Linked DNA regions of Sus scrofa: region 2 is linked to region 1. Evidence: chromatin contacts called from public Hi-C data. All regions are on one chromosome and are shown on one strand. The core of a region is the stretch at or near the end of the contact, and the rest is flanking DNA. Distances in the headings are between cores, read along the strand shown.

Evidence for each region. Hi-C and Micro-C count contacts between places; a contact is called where the count stands out from the background.
Region 2: a Hi-C map of mesenteric adipose tissue shows a contact between it and region 1, with 1.9 times the contacts expected there. The contact joins the enhancer-like site here to the promoter of SHQ1 in region 1. A contact is called at or near these places in 4 of 47 Hi-C or Micro-C datasets (embryonic fibroblasts, fetal skeletal muscle, mesenteric adipose tissue and 1 more).

Annotation. Positions count from the first base shown.
Region 1 is chr13:54,178,322-54,183,472 of Sscrofa11.1, forward strand. It overlaps SHQ1 (protein SHQ1 homolog), which reads right to left and starts at 2,438. Exons shown (of 11, transcript XM_003132324.6): 1 at 2,159-2,438. The coding sequence starts at 2,301.
Region 2 is chr13:54,780,926-54,786,076 of Sscrofa11.1, forward strand. The region is part of intron 3 of PDZRN3 (E3 ubiquitin-protein ligase PDZRN3); the gene reads right to left. Among named protein-coding and RNA genes, the nearest start is that of PDZRN3, 120 kb to the right of the region's middle. Within about 2 kb of position 3,201, at least 29 of the 83 cell types and tissues checked have an H3K27ac peak or open chromatin away from gene starts, as enhancers often do. A contact at or near this core is called in fetal skeletal muscle and mesenteric adipose tissue, where this site is marked.

The sequences.
Region 1 (5,151 bases), core at 1,188-3,687:
CAGTCTGCACAAAGAATACTCTTTAGGAGTGTGGCTCAGCGGGTTAAGAACCCGACATAGTGTCCATAAGGATGCAGGTCTGATCCCCAGCCTCACACAGTGGGTTAAGAATCCTGCGTTGCTGCAAGCTGCAGTGTAGGTCACACATGCAACTCATATCTGATGTTGCTGTGGCTATAGGGTAGGCCTGCAGCTGCAACTCCGATTTATCCCTTGTCCGGGGAACTTCCATATGCCTCAGGTGAGGCCATAAAAAGAGAAAAGGAAAAAAAAGAAATACTCTTAAAACTGCTTTACATAGAGCCTACTATTTTGTCTTCATCAAAATTCCCAAGTTAAGCAAGTGGCTTTTATTCTGAAATTTTTATTTTATTGTATTTATTTTACAATCTTACCCCATTTAAGATCTTTTTTCTGAGCCTCTGATTAAGCATTTGTAATATGGGCAAGTAACAGAACATACTTTGTAGGCTTATCTTAAAATCAAGTGACACAGTTCACATAAAGACCTAATTTGCAGCTAAAATTCAATAAATGTTGGAGTTCCTGTCGTGGCTCAGTGGTTAACGAATCCACTAGGAACCATGAGGTTTCAGGTTCGATCCCTGGCCTCGCTCAGTGGATTAAGGATCTGGCATTGCCGTGAGCTGTGGCGTAGATTGCATTGCAGACACGGCTCGGATCTCGAGTTGCTGTGGTTGTGGTGTAGGCCAGTGGCTACAGCTCGGATTGGACCCCTAGCCTGGGAACCTCCATATGCCGCAGGAGCAGCCCAAGAAATGGCAAAAAGACAAAATATAAAATAAAATAAAATAAATAAAATAATAAAATAAAATAAATGTTTGCTAACAACATCATCATCATTCTCCCATTCTTCATGTTTTGACTAAAACAGCAAATCTTCAGAAGGGCTTTCCGTAGCCACTTCATATAAATTTAGGCTCCATTTTATTCTTTATCAGTGCTTTTTATTTTCCTTCAGAGAAATCACAACATTTATAGTTATATGTTAACTTGTTCACTTATTGTTTTTCACTTCCCATTAGAATGTAAAATACATAAGACATCACTATATTCCCAATACTGAAAACAGCCTGGAATAAACCAAGAGCTCAATAAATCAGGCAAGGAATGAATAGCATTCATTCCTTGAAGAAACAGCGAAGTGCAATATGCTCAAGGAGATGGATTAAGTTAAGGCCTAATGGATATCCGAGCAAAACTGCTTCAGGCCCAGTGAAGGAACCAGCTTGACTCAAGAGGAATGTTTGTATGGGGAAAAACTACTTGGGCAGGCAAGTACGCTGGAACTACACTTGATAAGAAAGACGAGATTTGAGGGAAATGAGAGAGCAAGATATTGACAATGTTGAGGAAGAATAACCTGGCAGTGTCCTCTGTAAAATGGGTCTAATGTGATAATACCTATTTCCAAAGATGAGAGTCCAGGAAAAATGAGATAATGTACATAAGCACTTAAAGGCACTGCTTGCCCACCACACAGAAGGGGAGTAATAAGTGTTAGCTGTTATCACTGCTGTTACTATTCTGCAAGGGGAAAAATGCAAACAGAGAATTAATTGATGAAGGCCCCTACTGAGGTTGGGGGCCAACAAGCACAATGAAGGGGCAAAATCAAAACGAGAAGGAGCAGACAACGAGGAGGTGGAGCATGAGGCTATTTAGGTCGGGGGTCCAAAGAAGGCGAAAATTTCAGGGAGTAGGGAGCGGCCAGCCAAGAAGGGCCGAGAAAACCGACAAGGACAGGTCAGCTGGGAAGTCAGTGCGCGCCGTCCCAGGGCAAGTAGGACTAACGCAGAGAGAAAATAAAACAGCAAAAGGGACAAGCACTAGGGAGACAGGACAGAAACTGTAAAGTTGATATGGTCCCAAACCTCATGTTATAAAGTGGCTCCGAAATCTCTTCTACGCGGGAATGTAAGAAGATTTAAGAAGAAAATGAGCTTCTGCAGCATTCAGAGCGCAGAGTTCGTTTTCTCAGCACCTGCTGCGGAGACCCCGGTAAAAGGCAGTTATAATGCCGAGAAGTGCTCCCCTTGTTCTTTTAGCCTCCCTCGATAAGCAGTTATCTAACGAGTGAATAAATGAATGAATTCCTGAAACATGCTTTCCCCAGCGCCAGACACCCGGAACTCGCCTGAGAAAGTACGGCTTCGCGTAGAACTTGAAGTCGAGCCCCTCGAAGTAGACGTCAAACTCCGAGACCCGGGCGTAGGGCACGCGGATGGCGATAGTCAGGAAGTCGGGGTCCTGGCTGAGGTCGAACGCCGGGGTCAGCATCACTGCGCCGGACTCGGTTGCCCAGGTCGGTCACTGTCGCAGCAGCCGCGATCCCGCCACTCCAAGTCTCCAAAAAGTCCCCACGCGCCGTTACCCGCTCGGTGAGGCAAGGCGCTTCCGGCTCAAGGCGGAAGTGCTCGTGCGTGGGAGAGGAAGTCCCGCCTCACGCCGATCTCCATAGAGACGGGACGCTGTTAGTGGGGAGGCAGAGTAGGGAAACGGTGAATGGGGCTTAGAAATTGAACCCAGGGCATAGCTTAGAGGAACCCCGGCAAGAGTTCGTCTTAGATGCAACAAGCCTCTGTGAAGGTTCTTAGAGATAATTTTAACAACATTGGCATTGCAGGCAGTGAGTAACTCGTTTGTATCCCTTCTCGCCCACCCTAAGCTGTAACAACCTTGGGAAAGTTACAAAACTTCTCTGTTTCAGATATCTATCTTTTCTATAAAATGAAGGTAGAATTTAGCCTCATAGAGATGATGTGAGGGTAACATGAAATTATTCATGTAAACCTCTAACGACGTACTTGGCAAGTTGTCAGTGCATGGTGTATTGGAGCAGTTACTCAGTAGCCACAGAAGCGTCGTTACTGTGGTTTTTCCCTAGTTCTCACCTGCTTTGTCAACAGTTTCTCTTTCTCTCTCACTCTCCATCTTTCTCTGACGATTTCTCTCTCCTCCCTCTCCTCCCCCGCATCTCTCCTGTTTTGTTTTGTTTTTTTCCTGCCACTTTCTCTCCTCTAATTCCTTATTGAAATAGTTTTCTTGTTTAGAGAACGTCCATCCCACTCAGCTCGTTTAATTAGAGCACGAACGCCAAAGAACACGACTCAAAGAGGTTAAGCAATGTCTTACAGTCATGCATTTTACAATTACCAAAATCCAGAACGTCTGACTCAAACCCTGTTAGTGCCTGCACTGACGAATTGCAATGCCTCGGTACTTTCCTTCCTTTCCTCACATTTAACCTTACACTTATTCGAGGCCCTTTTCTTTTTACCTTCTCTTCCTTTTTCTGTCTTTTGTTTTTTGTTTTTTGTTTTGCCTTTTCTAGGGCCGCTTCCCGCGGCATATGGAGGTTCCCAGGCTAGGGGTGTAATCGGAGCTGTAGCCGCTGGCCTTCGCCACAGCCACAGCACCGCGGGATCGGAGCCGCGTCTGCGACCTACACCACAGCTCACCGCAACGCCAGATCCTTAACCGACTGAGCGAGGCCAGGGATCGAACCCGCAACCTCAGAGTTCCTCGTAGGATTCGTTTAACCACTGCGCCACTAAGGGAACGCCAATCTTCTCTTCTTTGTATTTCCCCTTCTTAGTCTATGCTGTTCATACTTTCCCAATGCCTCTCTCATACCCTCCCTCTTCCCCAGCATATTCCCTTGGCCTTCCTTCTCTCTCATTTTATTTCCTGTTGTTCTACCAGTAACTAGAATAGTCCAGGAAATGTTTTGATTTCCTTATCTTAAATATTAGTGGAAGATGCATCAAAGTCATCTCCGGGGACAGTGGACCAGGTAACCTCAAAAGCCTTGTCAACCTCCAGTGTATGAGTCTTGAAAATTAGGCATCAGACAAGCATATTAAGAAGAGTAAATAAAATTTTAAAATTCAAAATGAAAAAAATCCCTCTGTTTAAACCTGGTGTTTTGAGAAAGGCAAAATAAAAGGTTGTGTGTAAAACAATTTAAAGAGTGCTCTTTACATATTCATCCATTCCTTGGGAGTAGACAGATTAACTGAATTGATGAATAGTCACTATGTCACAGCACCACACCATATCCTTTACAATGATCTCACTATCAGACAGCTCAATGAACTGGGCATTATGTATCTCATGGTTTGCCCAGGATTTCAAGGCTAGTGAATGGTGCAATGGGATTTAAAATCCAGATGAGTCTGATCTAAAATACTACAGATCTGTCTCCCTCTAATATTACTAGCTATGCCCCTTGTTTCACATTGTGAGCACAAGCCTCCTTGCTTTAGACCATACTGAGCCTTACAAATAATAGGCACTCAATATTAAAAATGAATTGATACAAATTTGGAATTAGTAAAGCCTTCAAAAAGTCCCTTGAGAAGGCCTTTGGCTGGATTGTTCCAAATTAGTGTCTCTAAAATGAATCTTTTTATCTACCATGGGACCTCATTCCTGCAGATTCACTAGCATTAATATTTTTAAATTATTAATGCCAAAGAATTGAGACTGAAGCTATGCATGAAGAAACACTATTTGAAAGCACGTTGCAAAGTAGAGCTATGCACTTCCTGGTTATTTCACTCTTTGCTTGGCAACACAAACACACACACACAGGCTTGGAGCACAGATAAACAGACTGTATAGTACAATGCTGCTACTGCTATTTATTTATTTATAGGAAATAGGTATTGCATTTGCTGTATCACAAAATACTGATAGATGCAACTATATAACATAGATTTATTGTTATTTTATTTGCAAGCTATAGTTCACTTTATTTTTGATTTCTAATTGGTGGTAAATTACACAAGTCAAAAGTTCATTCTCTTTTTTAAAAAATAAAATATTATAAAGTTCCCTTGACTGCTGTCCAACTCCTTTCTCCTACTTCCCCAAAGTTAATCCCACTAGCCACTCTTGCAGAACTTTTTATATATCTATATAATTTGTGGGTACCCCTCTTACTTTATATATGCATGAGTACATTCTCAGCCTATAGATGTTAATCTGCAACATTATTTTATTATTTCTCTTGGGTACTTTCTTAGGCATATCAGCATTGACTCGGAGATCTAGTCATGTTCCTCTTCTAGATGTAGACATTGCTTGAAAATAAAGACATTATTCCAACATTTCATGTTAACTCTG
Region 2 (5,151 bases), core at 1,951-4,450, 600 kb after region 1:
AATAAGCCTCTGGCAACAGCGCCTCCAGTGTCCCTGTGAGGTTCTATTTATATATTATGACCATGGCTTATACAGACAGACTGACAAGCGTTCTTTAGCAGTTAAGACAACTACAATTACCCCAGCCTCTCAGCATTTGTTCTCTGTAAGCCGCATGTGGCAATTAGTCACCGAGTGCCTAGTGAGGGCCCCATTATTGGCATTTAATGCTCATAAGCTGCCTCAAATCCTTTGTGGAAGGAGGCAAGATATAAATAATAATTTTTAAAACAGGCAGGCTTACTCTGCTGTTTACATTTTTTATGTGTTTGACTTTTCCTTTCTTATTTTTCCAAGACGCCCACATGAGGAAGTGACTTTGCCTTCATAGGCACATTGGAAACCAGCCATCCTGGGACAGGATGCTAAGGATGACATGTTCAGTGAACACCTACCACGTGACCGATGCTTGGTTAGGTTCTGGAAGTGAACACAGCAGGACACAGACCCCAGCGGTGGTCCCTGCCCCTGGAAGGCAGAGGACAGGCCCTCTGCAGCGAAGGTCCCCTGATTTCTCTATCACGTGTGCCTTAGTTTCCTCCTCGGTGATAACCAAGGAGTTGAACTAGAAGATGGCTAATGTCCCTTTTGGCTCTCCCAGTGCTACAGCCCCAAGAGGTATCTGTTGCTATTTATTAACTTACTGAGGAATGAGGCTTTGAGCCCTGAAGGACAGAAGTAACTCTTTGGAAGAGTCACACCAGAATTTAATTTTAAGTTGAGGTCTCAGGCTTTTAGGAGGAAAAAAAAAAAGCCTTTTTATGGCTAATATTCTATTGTATATATGTACCACCTCTTTATCCATTCCTCTGCTGATAGATATTTAGGTTGCTTGCATATCTTGGCTATTGTGAATATTGTTGCTATGGACATGCATCCTTTTGAGTCATGGTTTTCTCCGGATAGATGCCCAGGAGTGGGATTGCTGGATCATATGGTGATTCTATTTTTAGTTACTTGAGGAACCTCCATGCTGTTTTCCATAGCAGTTGTACAAATTTACATTCCTATCTACAGCGCAGGGGGCTTCTCGATGTTACTTGTCCATAAAAAAAAAAAAAATGCATTAATGGTATTTGCAGCAACATGGATAGGCGGTAGAAATTATCATAGTAAGTGAAGTTAGAGACAATTTAGGACAAACATCATAGGATATCATTTATATGTGGAATCTAAGAAAAGGCTACGAATGAACTCATTTGCAGAACAGACTCACAGACTTTGAAAAACTTATGGTTACCAAAGGGGACACGTGTGCAGGAGGGAGGGGTAGATTGGGGATTTGGGATGGAAATGTTCTCAAATTAGGTTGTGGTGATGTCTATACAACTATAAATATAATAAAATTCATTGAATGATTAAAAAGAAAAAAAACAGCCTCTTGCCTCCCCATCTAATCAACTGCAAGCAGCTACTTTCAGCTCTGATTGAATAATCAATTCTTGCCAGAAGATGCCTGAGTAAATACCAAACAGACAACTTCCTGCCTTGAGTCCTGGCCTGGGGTGGCTCTTTCCTAAGGAAAAAAACTGCTGCAAATGTTTCCACCTGAGGAAAACAGAGGCCAGAGCCTCCCTGCACCCATTCCTTGAAAGCAATACTTGCAAATGTTTTGAAAACAACAGATTATCTTTAAAGAAGCAGCAGCAACAACAGAAAGCCATTTGTTGCTTCCACCAGGCCTGATTCATTTGTTGTACACTGGGGGGTGGAGGTGGGGGATAGGGGTGGGGAGGAGAGGCGCTGCTCTACCAAATGTTTCCTATCAGAGACAAGTATTCTGATTATCAGCAAAACACTAGATGGATGTGCCAGCAACTTGGTCAACGACTGAGCTTGGGGATTCCATAGAATCCATACTACATTCTTTCTGCCTCTTGCCTCCGTCCATTTTCCTGTCTACGAATCTGCTGCCTGGCAATCAGGCATGACTGTAAGGAGTGGATTACTGTGAGAGATGAAATTAGTGCTCTTGTCTTGTCCCGGAACTCCACTCCTAGGTCTCAACCACAGAAGAAATACCAGCATGCATGCACAGGGAGAAATATGCAAGGCAGTTCACAAAAACACAAGACCAGAGTAGCCAACAACCTCGAGATCCAGGAAGAGGGCCATGGAAAATGTGTGTGTGCTCTAGGCTGGGGAAAAGGCCTGGACCAGAGAGAAATCTGAAAGACCCAGAAGTATGAAATACAGTGGGAAAGAACCCAGAGCAGATTCATAGCAGGGCTTGCCCTCTGCACCGGGGAAGGGTCTAGCTGGGGAGTGGGTGGGAGGCGGGTTCAGATCCAAGGAGGGCTTTAGATCTAGATGTAACATTCTACAACTCTAACACGAGACTATGAAGGAAACTGAGTTCAGATAGTCTCACTATATAAATAGAGGAAGAAAAAAAAAACCCTCTGAAAGTGGGTGTGGCAAATGGGACTACTTTTAGAGGGCAGGTGTACAGGTGACTCAATTTCTCCTTTGTGCTTCTCTCTTTTTCATTCTTTACCCTCAATAAAAAAAACACAAACACACCTTTCTCCTGTGGCCTTCTGGATGCCCACCATGAAGAACAAAAGCTACAATGCAAGAGACAAGGGCTAAAGCAGGAAGCAGGTACTGGCTATTTTTCATTTTTGGCTGGTCCACAGCATATGGAGCTCCTGCGCCAGGAATCAGATCTGAGCCAAGGTGTGAACTAAGCTGTCAGTGTGACACCATCAGATCCTTAGCCGCTATGCGGAGCCTGGGGTCAAACCCATATTGCCGTACGTCCAAGATGCTGCCAATCCCGTTGCGCCACAGTGGGAGCTCCCAGGTACTTGCCTCATTCCTTCTTGTTTGTGCCAGAAAAAGGATCCTTCTTTGCAACCCTGCCCCCGCCCCCGCCCCCGAGCCCAGTCCTGGATATCCGCTGATCCTCTTCTGCAGCCAGGGGCCCCTGGGGCTGGCTTTCGGGGTGAATCTGGTTGGATCCCATACTTGGTCTTGCTTGTGTCTTTGAACAGTCTTTGCAGGCAAGTTTTCCACTCTCGGGTTCCAAGTGCTCCAGGCGGTGGGAATGGTTTTGCTGCCAGTCTCCTCTTGAGGCTCGGGGCCTGGGGCAGCTCAGGGATGGAAAGAGAGTGTGGCCCTGTTTCTCACCGCCCCACAGTCCCGGCTGTAGCTTCGGCACACAAAGCGGGTGTTGCTGTAAAAAAGCCGTTCTGCTGGCACTCGGAAAACAAATCTGTAGAGGATCTGAACCAAGGCTCAGCCGCCAAACAGACATCTCATTGTGCTCAGGGTTTCAAAAAGGAGCCCTTCCGAAGTGGGGGCCTTTCAGGCTGACAGTTAAATCACAACGGCCGGTATTTACAGCAACAGCTTCCAACTGTCTGGCCGAATCCATCATATTCCTATTTCACAGAAACCAGGGGTGGTTAACAACACAGAAGCTGGGGGCGACCCGAAAGTAAAGGGCGGGTGAGCCAGAATGTGTGTAAGAAACCAGACCTTCCATACGGCAGGAGTTAACACATGCCTTCGCCTTTCGTAAACAAGTTTTGTTGTTGTTGTTTTTCAATCAAGTGACAAATGTAATAGATCAGAAGACACCCACACAGACAGGTCTTAAGGCAGCTTTATGCTCATTAAATCAAGTCCATTCCTGGAGCACTTTCAGCCGTGGGGGGGCTGGGGGTGGCAAGGAGGTTGCGTGATTCTTAGCTTCTTACTAAAAGCTTGGAAAGCAGAGCTCCGTGGGCCCAGAGCAGCAGCCAACCGTTCCAAATGCAGACAGGAAACACCTGGAACTCTGCGCCACTCGGGCCTGCACTTTACGTTTCAAAACAGAGGATTCTGAATTGTTCATAAATATTTGTCTTGTTTCAATAAAACACTCTTCAACCAGTTTCATAAACCCTCGGTTCAGAAGGCTCAAACATACACGCTACTAGTCGTCCACATTCTTTTAACATTGCATCTATTTATGTGGACGATATTCTGGAAACCTAAAACCCAAAGGAAGGCGTTTAATGGTGTCATAAGGGAATTGCAGGGCTTTTTTTGGGGAGGGGAGGACAAGTTTCCCCATCAATAAAGCCCAAATCATGCTTGTTTTCTGAAAAAGGTTTTTAAAAATACTAAATTGGAGTATAAATTAAACCCAAGTTTCCCTAACTTGCCCATTACAGTAAATAAAACCCAGACAAACCCTTCTAGGGACTTAGAAAAGGCCTTAGTATAACTGACAATTAAACCTCCAGCTATAGGGCAGAGTCAGACCAAGGGCTCTGGAGCCAAACATTCATACCTGCACGTCCATGAACATGTCAAACCCTTTAAAATATTTTAAAAAGCAAGTTTTAGACACTGCAACGAAAATTAACTCGGCTTTCTTGTTGAAAATTCAATTTCTGAAAGCTGTTTTCTTCCTATTTTTACTCTTCCAGATTTTCTACCATGTACGTAGACATGTATTGCTTTCATTTACTGTAAAATGTACTTTGATAATCAGAAAAATGAAAATGTCACACACACGTAGACATAGAGATGGAAGTGATCGGGGAGGAAAGGGAAAAGATGGGACCTGTCCGGAGCCGTTCAGAGATGCTGTGTGTCTCCCCCAGGAGAGCCCTGGGGTGCTGGGAGCACCTATGGAAATTACGAAGGCTGGTTCCAGGGCTGGGACTCTGCAGGGCGGGGGGTGGGGTGGGGGTGGGGGGCTGAGATGAGGCTCCAAGGAAGTACCAGCTGCATCCTTGAACCCAGCTTGCCTGCTGGGGCTCCCTGACTTCCCCCCCTGCAAACTTAGTCCTCCAAAGTTGACAAGAAAATGGAGAGGTTCAGGGTTCTCAAGAATTAAGTGGGAAAGTAGGTCATGAAAATATGAATAAAGACAGCAATGAGTGAGCTACGCTTCTCCTTTCTTCCTTCCTCTTCCTTCCTTTCACTCCTTTCTTTCTTCCTTTTCTCTTTTACTCTTCCTTTTTCTTTCTTCCTTTCTTTCTTTTTTTCTCTCTTCTCTTTCTCTATCTCTTCTATTTCTCTCTTCTCTTTTTAAGAAGTTGCGATTAAAATTCTTCAGTTGGCCATAAACGGCTCACTCTGGTCCAACTGAGAAATTTATCAGCGCTCTGCACC